2 separate regions of the Ovis aries genome follow, and region 1 is linked to region 2. A link is a contact called in public Hi-C data. All regions are on one chromosome and are shown on one strand. The core of a region is the stretch at or near the end of the contact, and the rest is flanking DNA. Distances in the headings are between cores, read along the strand shown. Region 1 holds the start of EIF1B (eukaryotic translation initiation factor 1B). Region 2 overlaps MYRIP (myosin VIIA and Rab interacting protein).

The links. A called contact is a pair of places that touch in the nucleus more often than the background predicts.
Region 1: a contact with region 2 is called in a Hi-C map of tail adipose tissue, with 2.1 times the contacts expected there. The contact joins the promoter of EIF1B here to the enhancer-like site in region 2. A contact is called at or near these places in 15 of 16 Hi-C or Micro-C datasets (blood, hypothalamus, liver and 7 more).

Annotation. Positions count from the first base shown.
Region 1 is chr19:13,179,021-13,185,064 of ARS-UI_Ramb_v3.0, reverse strand. It overlaps EIF1B (eukaryotic translation initiation factor 1B), which reads right to left and starts at 3,093. Exons shown (of 4, transcript XM_004018240.5): 1 at 2,806-3,093; 2 at 1,712-1,875; 3 at 1,396-1,497; 4 at 629-1,027. The coding sequence starts at 2,836. The coding sequence ends at 983.
Region 2 is chr19:13,112,980-13,119,762 of ARS-UI_Ramb_v3.0, reverse strand. MYRIP (myosin VIIA and Rab interacting protein) reads right to left here. Exons shown (of 17, transcript XM_027958035.2): 11 at 96-335. Among named protein-coding and RNA genes, the nearest start is that of EIF1B, 66 kb to the left of the region's middle. Within about 2 kb of position 1,827, at least 5 of the 54 cell types and tissues checked have an H3K27ac peak or open chromatin away from gene starts, as enhancers often do. A contact at or near this core is called in tail adipose tissue, where this site is marked.

The DNA.
Region 1 (6,044 bases), core at 1,844-4,343, 64 kb before region 2:
CTCTCTAATTTCTCACACTACTCCCAGTCCCCATGCACCGTCACCTATGGTTCTTCCTTCTGGTGAAACAAATACCAAACCAGGATTTAGTGAAAGAATATGACTTCTCTGGTTGGAAGCCCTTGGCTGCCACCCCAACTGTCACTTTCTGGCACTCTAGGCAAGTTAACCCCAACCCCAAACAATGTCTTTCTTCCATCTGTAGAGCAGTAGCACCACCCACCCACCCACACTTGCAAGGCAGCACCTCTGACTAAATTTATGTCAGGAACCTACTTTATTGTCTGGCAGTTAACAGACTTATGTTGGCATCCCAGTAATATAACCAATAAAAGAACCAAAAGAATTCTATGTGCCAATAAAGTTCAAACTATGTTTCTTCTCAACAATTTAACAGTACTTTCTGATAAATTCTTGGTTTTGACTGAGCTTATATTGTTTCTTCTCTTATTCTTAAGTCAGTTAGTAAAGAACAAAAATTACATATAACAAAGGTTCTCCTCTAGCTTTAAAAGCATCTGAAATTAATCAGAAAGAATAAACAAAATGAGAACGCCAATTATGAAAGACAAACTATAGGTGTACATTACTTGCATGGATGTGGGAGCCTAACTGACCACAAAAGGACTCATAGATATTTTTTTTATTGTTAAGCTGCAACATACATGGTTTAATACAACAAAAAATTTAATCAAGTGAAAAGTAATAAACTGAATAGACAAATAAACACTCAAAACAAAATCTTTTCCATTGGAAACATGTTAAGATGAATACGGGGTTTCATTACCATCTTACTGCAATTTTCTTATGTGTTACTAGCCTACATACCCCATGTTTTCTGTAATCATGCAGATGTGAATGGAAGCTTGAATGATTAAATAAATGAAAAGTCCATTTACTGCAGAGAATCATTTCACAAGGCAGCCAAACTGGGTCAGAGAACAAAATTATTCAAGAAATCCTCCACGTGTTTAGGTTCATTTTAGAATCCATGAACCTTAAGCTGTTCCTCCTTGACAATGCCAACCTGCAAAATAAAATTTAGCAGCATCACTAACATATAAATTCATTCCTAAGAAGACAGAGCAGTCATTAAAAAGTATCATTGTTAACAGGTCATTGCAACACTATTATTTGTGGCATGAACTGTTAATAAAAACTGAACACACATTTGAATATCATGACATGCCACAAAACATCCTCAGTGGACCCAGGAATGACCAGGTCATTCTAATGACAAAAAAAACCAGTACTCCTGTCTTCAAAATAAGCAGAATTAATGTGCTTCATCCACATGATTTTTTACTACAGAGAATAAAGTTATAATCCATGTCACCCTTAAATACAATGTCAGAAGCAATCTCAAGTCTGTACAGAAAGCACCCAATCACTCACCTCCAAGAGAAACTGGCAAATGTTTTTCCTTTGGTCACCTTGAAGCTGAATAACCTCTCCGTATTCCGGATGTTCAATCACAGTACCATTACAGGCAAATTTCTGAAGAAGTAGATTCAACATAACTGAATCAGATAACAGTGATATTTTATTTCCACCCTAAGATTACCTAGATGTTAATTAACAGTATGAACAGTTTCCTTGGGTCAAATCATTTTCATCCACACTGACAGTCAAGTAAAGGTGTGGACCATAATCCTACTTAGAGGTGTGCTTCAATAACTACATTTTAATCTCTTCTTCCTAACACCTTTACCTTTTTGAAAGCTTTCACAAGTTTCTTTTTGTCATAATCATCCGCAATGCCCTGGACAGTGGTCAGCGTCTTCCTGCCGTTCCGTTGCTGGATTCTTATATGAATGTAATCCTCAGTCCCTGCCGGGAGTAAGTCGTCACCCTTAGTTGCATCAGCAAAGGGGTCTGCAAAGGGAATACAGAAAAATCCAAAGCAGGAAAATATCTTTTAGTTAGTAATTTCCAGATATATGGTTCGCTACAATCTAGACACTCAGCAAAGAAGGTTCTAGTGCCTCTGCTTTTTTTCTGCAGGTGGGGATGCGGGGCGGGGGGAGGGGGCAGTCATAAGCGTAGGTCATTGCTGAAACCGCTAAGGTACTCTCACAAAACGAGATTTTTAAACAGGTATGCCCACCAATACCGGAAGAGAAAAACGCTTACAGGTGGATAATGTTATCGTTGAACATAATCCTGAGATTTTAAGACCTTAATTTTATAGCCACTATAAAAAATGTGCGTCATCTCGATTACATTCTGATGACAACAGAAAGATTCACAGATACTTCCTAGTCATTTAACAGTAACTCTGCCTGGGAAAAGATGCACATATCTCAATCAAGAGTGCTACACGAAGAGAACTGGACCACTACCCTGTAACAGATCAGAGGCCTGATCGGCCGCGTCTTCTACTAAATGCCCCCGAGAGCCGCTCACACAACAGCCCCGACCGCTAATGGACGCCGACACCCCGGCCCGGGCCGGCGTCCCCCTGGCCAGCAGCAGGGCAGGTCTGGGGGCGGCACAGGGTCGCAGAGGTGGCAGGAGGCAGAAGCGAGGCGCAGGCCGGGCCAGGAGCGGGCAGCGGGCGGCACAGGGTCCGCGGCCGGGGCTCCGGGGGCCGTCTTCAGGGAGGGGGTCGCCCGGGGCCCAGTCGCCATCTTCTGGGCGCCGAGACAAAGCCCCACTCGGGGTGCGGGGAGGGCGACCGGGGGCCCTGCGAGGCGGGGAGCGGGGGAGCGGCCCCGCCGGGGGCGGGCAGCGGCGGCTGGACAGCCGAGAGGCGCACGGAGGACGCGGCGGGCGGGAGGAGGCGGCGGGGCGACCCGCTCTTACCGAAAGATTGGAGGTTCTGGATAGTGGACATGCGATACTAGTGTGAGGCCGGTGTGGGGATAAAATTCCTGCGGGGCCCGCCCGGATCACCGTGTCAGGAGGCTGTAGTGGCGAAAAAACGGAAATAAATACGGAGACGCTTGGCCCCGGGGCTGGGATGCGGCTTGAGCGGCGGCGGCGGCGGCGGAAGCCGGGAGGAGGCAGGAAGAGGCGAAGGAGGAGGCGGAGGAAGAGGCGGCGGCAACGGATGCGAAGACGCGAAAGAAGAGGCGGCGCTGCAGCTTCTCCCACAAAATGGCCGACGGAGACTATTTAGCCGCGCCCGCCGCCCCTCCCACGTGACCCGCCCGCGCCGAGCACTCTGGGACTTGTAGTTTTCTCGAGGCAAGACAGTCCGGAAAGCCTGGAATGGGTGGGCTTCCGGGACCTCAATTCCCAGCAGGGTGTGCGCCCCCCAGCACCGGGTGGCTTGGGCAGGGAAGGGTTTAGCGAGCTGCCGATCTGTCTGGCTAGAACCCTCTTGTCTAGAGCTGTCCTCTCCGCTCTCTCGCACACTCTCCCTTGACTCGTCTTTTCTAGCCGTAGGGTGGCAGCCCGGAGGGGTCGGTGCTGGCGGGGCCAGGGGAGGGGAGGCGGATAATCTCCCATCAGTCACCCTCGAGGCCCTGGGTAATCTAAGTAAAATCGGGGTACAGGAGCCGAACAAGGCCCAAAGTCCCGGCTTTCGCTCATTACCTCCCTTCCCCATCTCCTGCCCCGTCCGGTTGTAGGAACCCTGTTAGTTCCTACCAAGGGTCGAGGTGGGGGCCTCCTACCCAGGATTGTGCTGTCCTCCGAGTGTCTACCACGGTGGTTCTCAAACTCTAGCGTACATCTCCCCCAGGGCTTAAAATACAGACTGATAGACACCCCGCAGCTTCAGTTTTAGGACGTCTGGGGAGTGACCCGAGAATTTGCGTATCTAACAAGCTGCCAGGATACGCTAATTCTACTGATCTGGAACCGCGCTTCAAAACCACTGCCCAGCTTCATTGAAGGCCTGGCATCCAGTGGGAGTCACATATATTCCCCAAGTCGACCGAATGCACCAGAAAATCAACCTGTCAGCTTAACACAGAACCTTGAACACGAAGGTTAATTGACAGAGTCAGACACCAGAACAGTAATATCTTCCTATCAAGCTATAAACAGAAAACAAACCTGAGACTATGGGAATGGGCTCACCCAGTCAGGTGCTTGATTGTAAAACTTGGTTGGCCTTCTGGAAGCAAAGAGATAGACTGAAAGTCAGGGATTCTTAACTTTGTTTTGTGCCATGGCAGTCTTGTGAAACCTACGGACCCATTCTCAGAATAATCCTTTTAAGTGCGTGAAATAAAAAATGTTGGATTACAAAGGAAATAATGTATTGAAATTAAAACCAATAGGTTGATAACATAGTATTGCTTCTTTACTAATGCCTTAATTGAGAAGATCTAGCAGCAGATCTCACAAAGCCTGGAATTTCGAAAAGGTGACAAATATTTTGAGATGTCTGTAGGCATCAGAAATGTAATATGAAAACAGTGACTTCTGCTAGTGCAGAGTTACAGATCCTTCAGATACTACGTTGATGTTGCCAGCATTCATAATGAAACAAAGGCTAACTTTTGTTTAGAGATTAGTGAAAATGTAGGTGGAGTCTTATTTTCCCTCTGGTTTTAGGAATCTACTCTCCACAGTTTTAGCTGTGGATGGACAATCTGCAGACCCCAGTTTTGGAACATGGATTTAATAATCTTTTGTGGTTAACTATGATAATAGTAAGTGGATAGTTTACTATCATAAAAAATAGTAGTGAGTGGATAATTTATTGAGTACATACTGTTTGCCTGTTGTGAGGTTTATACACAGTATATTAATCTTCATAGCCATTCTATAAAATAGTTGCTGCTGCTGCTGCTAAGTTGCTTCAGTCATGTTGGACTCTGTGCGATCCCAGAGATGGCAGCCCACCAGGCTCCCCCATCCCTGGGATTCTCCAGGGAAGAACACTGAAGTGGGTTGCCATTTCCTTCTCCAATGCATGAAAGTGAAAAGTGAAAGTGAAGTCACTCAGTCATGTCCGACTCTTAGCGACCCCATGGACTGCAGCCTACCAGACACCTCTGTCCATGGGATTTTCCAGGCAAGAGTACTGGAGTGGGTTGCCATTGCCTTCTCCATAATATAGTTATTCCTCTGGTTATACTCATGTAGAAATGGAGGCTTTCATGGGTTACATTATTTGCCTGAAGAATCAAATTGGCCACTCTCAGAAATCTGAACTACATTTTGGGGCGTTTAGTCCTGACTTAAATGAATGACACTTTTATTATCCAAACTAAAGTGTAAAGTGTTAAAACTGGTTCAAAAACAAGGAGAAGCAAACATTTTTTGTTGTTCATTTGTTGATTATTCCTACAGTGGCTTTCTAGTTTTGAACCTTTATCAGTGTGCTTTAAAGTAATTTTTAATACTTATTTGGATGAACTTTAAGAATAAACAAAATGTATAACCATTTCTGTTACTAGACATCTCAAACCATTTTATATTATGTTTTTTCTTAGAAGGAGCCAAAAGTGGTTCAGTCAAGGAAAAAAAAAAAACAAACATAGAGAAGTTAAAAAAGATCCAGAAATCTTGGGGTATTCATGGTCATTACCTGTGTCAGGAGAGCACATACTTTCTTGGACCTACTGTTTATATCAGAGATCCCCAGGAGGTCAGAAATCAAAGCCAACTATGAAAACAGGTCAAATACAATCGTGATGATAGTCACGATTCTGACTCTAGTCATCATTCTGACTTTGATTTTAGACCTGACCCGTCCAATACAGGAACCACTAACCACATGTGGCTATTGAACCCTTGCAGTGTAGCTACTGCAAATTGTGATGTGCTCTCGCTCTCTAAAGTACACATTTGGAAGACTTAAACTGTCTCAGTTTCACCTGTTTCTTTTTAGAATGTGGCTATTAGAAAATGTAATACTATATACGGCTCACATACTATTTCTATTGGACAGCACTGGTTTAGAGTGAAAGGATTTGACCTATATGTAAAGTTATAAAAGGGACAAATTAAAGCACTTAAAATCTATTATTTTTATTAATATCTCTAAACAACGTCAGCCTAGTTTAAGGTGATTAGTTTCTGCCTTATTTCCAAAGGGAGTTTAGATCAATTGCAGAAAACAGTAGTAGTGACTAAAGGAATCA
Region 2 (6,783 bases), core at 578-3,077:
TTCTCAGCAAATCTCAGCACAAATACAGAGCCTCACCCCAGCGGCAAGAGACCAGGCAGAGACTGGGCCATGTGCTGTGACTGCGCAGCCCTTACCTTCTTCAGCTCTTCCTGGACACTCTGGCTGTTGTCTTCAGAGGACAGACTTTCCTTCTGGTTCTCAGACTCAGTCTTGGGCTCGGATTCCTGATCCTCCCCAGAAGAAGTCTCCTTCTCACTCATTTTCCTTGCTAGCTCATACAGCCTGTTCCTCCGTTTCTCTTCTGTGGTGTCTGTGTCGGCCCGGGGATGCCGAGCCTCACTGCTGATGTCAATCTCTGGTAAATCACCCGGCACCTGAAGGAAAGCCAGAATCACGAGCTGAAGACCCTTTTTCTATAGCCATATTGTTCCCGATAATCTCCGGGTAAAGGTCAGTCCTTTACATCAGGCCTCCCTGATGGCTCAGCGGATAAAGAATCTGCCTGCAAGGCGGGAGACATAGGAAACGTGGGTTCAGTCCCTGAGTTGGGAAGATCCCCAGGAGAAAGAAATGACAACCCACTCCAGTATTCTTGCCTGGGAAATCCCATGAACAGAGGAGCCTTGTGGGCTCCAGTCCATGGGGTTGCAAGAGTCAGACATGATTTAGCGACTAAACCACCAAAGGTCAATGAAAATGAAGGTAAACTAAACCAGGAAAGTGAAGCTCTTGCTTGATCTGCTTTCCCTATGGATGAGCTCTTACTTTTTATTCTTACTTTCTCAAACATATGCATCTTAACACTTTGTTAAAACTTTAGGCAGAACCAATGCAATACTGTAAAGCAATTATCCTTCAATTAAAAAAAAAAAAAACTCTAGGCAGGTGAGCATCTGTAGTCAGAAAAGTGAATTCAGTGTTTTTCATTTGCAGAATACTTATCCAGTGGCTACTAGGGGCAACACTGTGCTGGTACTGAGGATGCAAGTCTGAGCAAACCTCCACCAGCTCCCAGTGGAAGAGACACTAAAACCCTGCTAAGTGCAGAGAAGCTGGGAGTTAGGGAAAGCTGGCTCGTGGAAGTGGCGTTTGAGTTGAGATTCAAAGTGCAGCAGTTACCCAGCTAAAAGGGAGAGAGGAAAGAACCGTATTCAGGACAGATCACAAAGATTTTGAGATGGTGTGAAGTTCTTGTGCACACGTAAGGAATACTATGCCACCTTCCCTTGATAGTCACACAATTACATCTCTGGCTCCTACCATCTCCTAGAGCTCCCTCCGTGAGCAGAGCCCTGACCGGGCCTGGGAAACTCCAGGAAGACATGGAAATCGTTAAGTCTCACTCTATTCTTCACCTCATGTTGGACAGACGTGTATGGAATTTTAACAAGATAACCCCCAGCATACCATCAGGGTCCACTGCACACAATATTAGCTTTTGAATTTCCTCTTTGAGTTGTTTTATCTGTTTAAAAGGCTTGGTGTTTCATGACTTTTATTCTTTATTGAAGAACTCCCCAAGAACAAAGAGAAAATGTACTAATTCTGTAAACAAAACTCCTTCCATCTTGCAATTATTATCTGGGTTCATTGGACCCTTTTATCAATCTAAGACACATGATGAGATTTTCATGATCTCATTTTACTTATCTTTGGAAATATTTTGCTGTTTTATCATCCCGGGAATTATCTTTCATCATTACTCATCAATTTTGCTTAAAAAGAGACTAGAATAACAAAAGAGAAAAATGGTATTACTTAGAAGGATGATTCAACATGGAAATAAATCATCACCATTTTGAGTCTGCTTTTAGCTCACTGTATACAGTTGGGAATTCAAAATTTTTCATAATGGCAAAGGAAAAAAACTGAGAGAACAACATTTCACAATTATTAGATGACTCATAAGATGAAGTTGGAGAGCAGCTCCACAGGCTCTAACGATGATGGAAGAAATTGGTTGTCTAAGTGAAATCTCAGACTAAGAGTCTTCAGATGACAGTGTCCTAAGTGAATTTTCTCAAACCCAAGAATCAATAAGTAAATAAAGAATCGATGAGTAAACAAAGAATCAATGCGTAAACAATGTATCTATCAGGATAAGAGAAAAGATGGTATTTTCATTCAGTTCATCATTTGACAGGAATGGCTTCATCACACAACATTTCGCAACAAGAATCTAGACCATCCTGTTCTGCTAAAAAGGTGTGGCAGATTCTTTATGAAATTCATGTATCAAATTTGCTTGATTCAGTTTATAATTGGACAAATGCTTAAGGGAGCTGTTTATATAAAGGCAATTAAAAGGAGACAGTTGAAGTGAAGTGAAGTCACTCAGTCGTGTCCGACTCTTAGCGACCTCATGGACTGTAGCCTACCAGGCTCCTCCCTCCATGGGATTCTCCAGGCAAGAGTACTGGTGTAGGTTGCCATTTCCTTCTCCAGGGGATCTTCCCGACCCAGGGATCAAACCCTGGTCTCCTGCATTCCAGGCAGACACTTTAACCTCTGAGCTGCCAGGGAAGTCCAGACAGATGATAGAAGTGGAAAAAAAAAATCACCGGACTGATAAACAGTGTCCCTTGGATGATGATTTTTTTTTCTGGCCCTGAGTAAGAATCAATGGTGAGGACTTCATGAGAGGTGGCTGATGCCCCCAGAATGCTTGAGAAGGAGGAATCCTATGGTCTTAGGACTTGGGGGGAGCTCCACGGGAAGAATGGTCTCTGAGCAGGTTCTTGAGAGATGAGGAGCATTTTAATATGTTGACATGGGATAGGCATTGTTGGTGAGGAAGCAGCAGGACGGTTAAGACCCAAGGTGCATGAAGCTGCTTGGCACAGTTAGAGGAATAAGGCTCAGAGGTGGAGAGCATGGGGAGCTTTGGGGTGTGGAGAAAACAGGCCTGGGTCAGACTGCAGAGGAGCAAGCGTCTGCCAGGTAGAGCTAGTGGTAAAGAACCCACCTGCCAGTGCAGGAGATGTAAGAGATGAGGGTTTGATCCCCGGGTTGGGAAGATCCCCTGGAGGAGGGCATGGCAACCCACTCCAGTATTCTTGCCTGGAGAATCCCATGGACAGAGGAGCCTGGCAGGCTACACTCCATGGGCTCACAGAGTTGGACACAAATGAAGCGACCTAGCACAGCACAGCAGGCGTCTAAGGAGTGAGCTTTACCTGTCAAGTATCTCCGGGCTCTTGGGTCTCCCCAGGCTGCTGGGTGGCACCAAGGGTACTCAGAAGCTGGCTCATGGAAGATCTTGGGTGTTCCTGGAAGGTGAGCACCCAGGAGCTCCCTAGAGTAGAAATGAGGTAGCTGACCAGGAGCTGCATGACAGGGTTGGAAGTGGGTGAAAGTGAGAGCCGAGGTGGGGTCTGAGGGAGAGATCCAGGGTTCTAACTGAGCACACAAGGGGCGGAGCCTTAGACACTGGCGGGATGCCCGGGCTGCGGGGGAGGGGGGGCAGTGCAGGGGATGACTTGATGAACAGGGGCCCCATCACTGAGAGATCTGCAATGACCAGGAACACTGCTCGGCTCTCAGAGGACACCAGAAGGCCCCTCACAACCCAAGATGGTGAAGGTGGAGAAAGTGGAGGGGTTGGATGACTGGTTATTTACTTTAAAAATACAGCTTTAAACAGAAAGTTGCAAGCAGCTAAGCGTCTGTTGGATTGGCTGGTTTTACGTTCCTGGCTCTTCAGAGTGGGGAGACTGATGAGGAAATTTAAGGGAAAAAGCTGCCTTTTCTTTGCACACTTATATTTAGTGTATGGAGTGCATGCGTACATGCTCAGTCGTGTCTGACGCTTTGTGACCTCATGCTCTGTAGCCCACCAGGCTCCCCCATCCCTGGGACTCTCCAGGCAAGAACACTGGAGTGGGTTGCCATTTCTTTCTCCAATGCATGAAAGTGAAAAGTGAAAGTGAAGTCGCTCAGTCGTGTCTGACTCTTCATGACCCCACAGACTGCAACCCATCAGGCTCCTCCGTCCATGGGATTTCCAGGCAAGAGTACTGGAGTAGGGTGCCATTGCCTTCTCCGCCTAATGTGGAGATTCTGGCTAAATAAGGATGATGTTATTGCTGTTCAGTTGCTAAGTTGTGTCTGACTCTTTTCGACCTCATGGACTGTAGCCAGGTTCCTTTGTCCTCCACTATCTCCCGGAGTTGGCTCAAATTTATGTTCATGGAGTTGGTGATGTTATCTAATCCTCTGCCACCCCCTTTTCCTTTTGCCATCAGTCTTCCCCTGCATCAGGGTCTTTTCCAGTGAGTTGGCTCTTCATATTAAATGGCCAAAGTACCAGAGCTTCAGCTTCAGCATCAGTCCTTCCAATAAATATTTGGGGTTGATTTCCTTTAATATTTGATCACTGGTTTGATTGCCTTGCAGTCCAAGGGAGTCTCGAGAGTCTTGTTCAGTACCACAATTCAAAAGCATCAGTTCTTCAGCACTCAGCCCTCTTTTTGGTCCAAATCTCACCTTCGTACATGACTACTGGGAAAATCATAGCTTTGACTGTATGGAACTTTGTTGGCAAAGTGATGTCTCTGCTTTTTAATATGCTGTCTAGGTTGGTCATAGCTTTTCTTCCAAGGAGCAAGCGTCTTTTAATTTTGTGGCTACAGTCACTGTCCCCAGTGATTTTGGAGCCCAAGAAAATAAAATCTGTCATTGCTTCCATATTTTCCCCTTCTATTTGCTGTGAAGTGATGGGACCAGATGCCATGATCTTAGTGTTTTGAATGTTGAGTTTCAAGCCATCTTTTCATTCTCCTCTTTCACCCTCATCAAGAGGCTCTTTAGTTCCCCTTCACTTTCTGCCATTAGATGGTATCATCTTCATATCTGAGATTATTGATATTTCTCCTGGAAATCTTGATTCCAGCTTGTGATTCATCCAGCCTGGCATTTCTCATAATGTTCTCTGCATACAAGTTAAATAAGCAGGGTGACAATATACAGCCTTGTTGTACTCCTTTCCCAATTTTGAATGAGTCAGTTGTTCTATGTCTGGTTCTAACTCTTGCTTCTTGACCTGCATACAGGCTTCTCAGGAGACAGGGAAGATGGGCTGGTACTCTCATCTCTTTAAGAATTCTCCACAGCTTGTTGTGATCCACACAGTCAAAGTGTAGTCAATGAAGCAGAAGTAGATGTTTCTCTGGAACTCTCTTGCTTTTTCTATTATCCAATGAATGTTTGCAATTTGATCTCTGTCTCTTCCAAACCCAGCTTGTTCGTCTAGAAGTTCTCGGTGCCTGTGCTAAGCCCAGCTTGAAAGATTTTGAGCATTACCTTGCTAGCATGTGAAATGAGTACAATTGTATGGTAAAATTTAAAATACCTGATGACAGAATACTCATTAAGATAGACTAGCATACCTTCTTTTCCAAGAGGTTCTCTGTGGTCTGCAAATTCTTTATACTAATCTTTAAATTTTTGTTTTTGTTTCATTGATACCCTAAAAAAAGCACATTGTGGGTTACCGGGCTAACCACCTTGCCACCGAGTGCTGCCAGGGGATTGCCATTCCTTTGATTTATGCTTCTGGTGGCGCTAACAGGTCTCTTACATTCACAGTATTTAAGTTTTAATGCAGCCATCCTCAAACCGGATACCCTCTGACAATTCTTGGGTAATCCATGAATTCCCAAGATCGAGAAACACAGAGGTGGACATAAATGGAGGCGATGGGGACGCGAGGGGTGGAGGAAGGAACTGGAGGGTTCCTGTGGCTGAGCACGGCCGTGTGGCGTGGGTGAACACTGCTCCGGGTGCTGCACTCACAGAAGCTCATTCCAGAGGCCCAGTCATTCCCTCTGTATCCCTGAGGACGCTAACATGAGTAGCCTGTCCAAGGTCACGTGGCTAGAGCGTGGCTGAGCTGAAGACGGCCTGACCCTAAAGGCCAAGCTCTTTGCATTCTTCCAGGATAAAGCTAGAAGCTCCACACTAACCCACACTCCTTGGAGGGAGACCAGATTGCAGAACCACAGAGCAGGGGAAGAACCCGAGATGCAAGGGATTTAACCTCTTGTTTCATAAGGGGAAATTATAAAGGGGTGAGGAGATCCTTTTTCTAGCGGCACTCTGGCGATGGGTACTCTCAGATTTTCTCAGTCCCCTTTCCTTCAGTCAGCCTAGTGGTCTGTCTTTATAGACCTTGGAATCCTGCCTGCCTTAGTTCAAAGCAGTTTTTCTCCACCTCAGCCTCATCACCATCATCATCCAGATTCCCCGCACGTTTTAAGGGAGGAAAGTCAATGTCTTCCAGGCTGGACAACCCCAGTCCTAGCATCACTTTCCCAGAGCTTGCCTTTCAACTGTCAGTCACTCGAGGTGGGGCGGTGGGAGCCTCTGGGTCTCCTCCCTCTTCTTCAAAGGAGCCCCGCTAAAGGATTACTCTCAGATGTCACATGTCCACACATCAGCCTTCACTGAAGATACCCGGGTGTCCTGGTGGCCCTCGTCAGCCCCTGACCTAAAAGTCAGAATTTCGGCAGCTTGCTTTTAGATATTATTTCGGTCAACTACAGAGGAAAGCCCCAACAGGCTAACTAACCCTAGAGACTCTTTACACAGCAAATGGCCGTGGTTCTACGTGCAAATTCCTTGGCATACACAGTGATCCCAAGTTCGAGAACAGCAGAAAGAGCCTGGGGCTGGCCGACTCCACCTATGTCCCGTTTCTTCTGCGGGTCTGGGAAAGCACTGTCTCTGGTGCCTTAAGGTGGAGGTTTATCCTCTCCCGATGTATTGATGTTAAGCCCAAAGTAGATTTATTCACATGCTGTACTCTGGTGAATAAGGCATTTT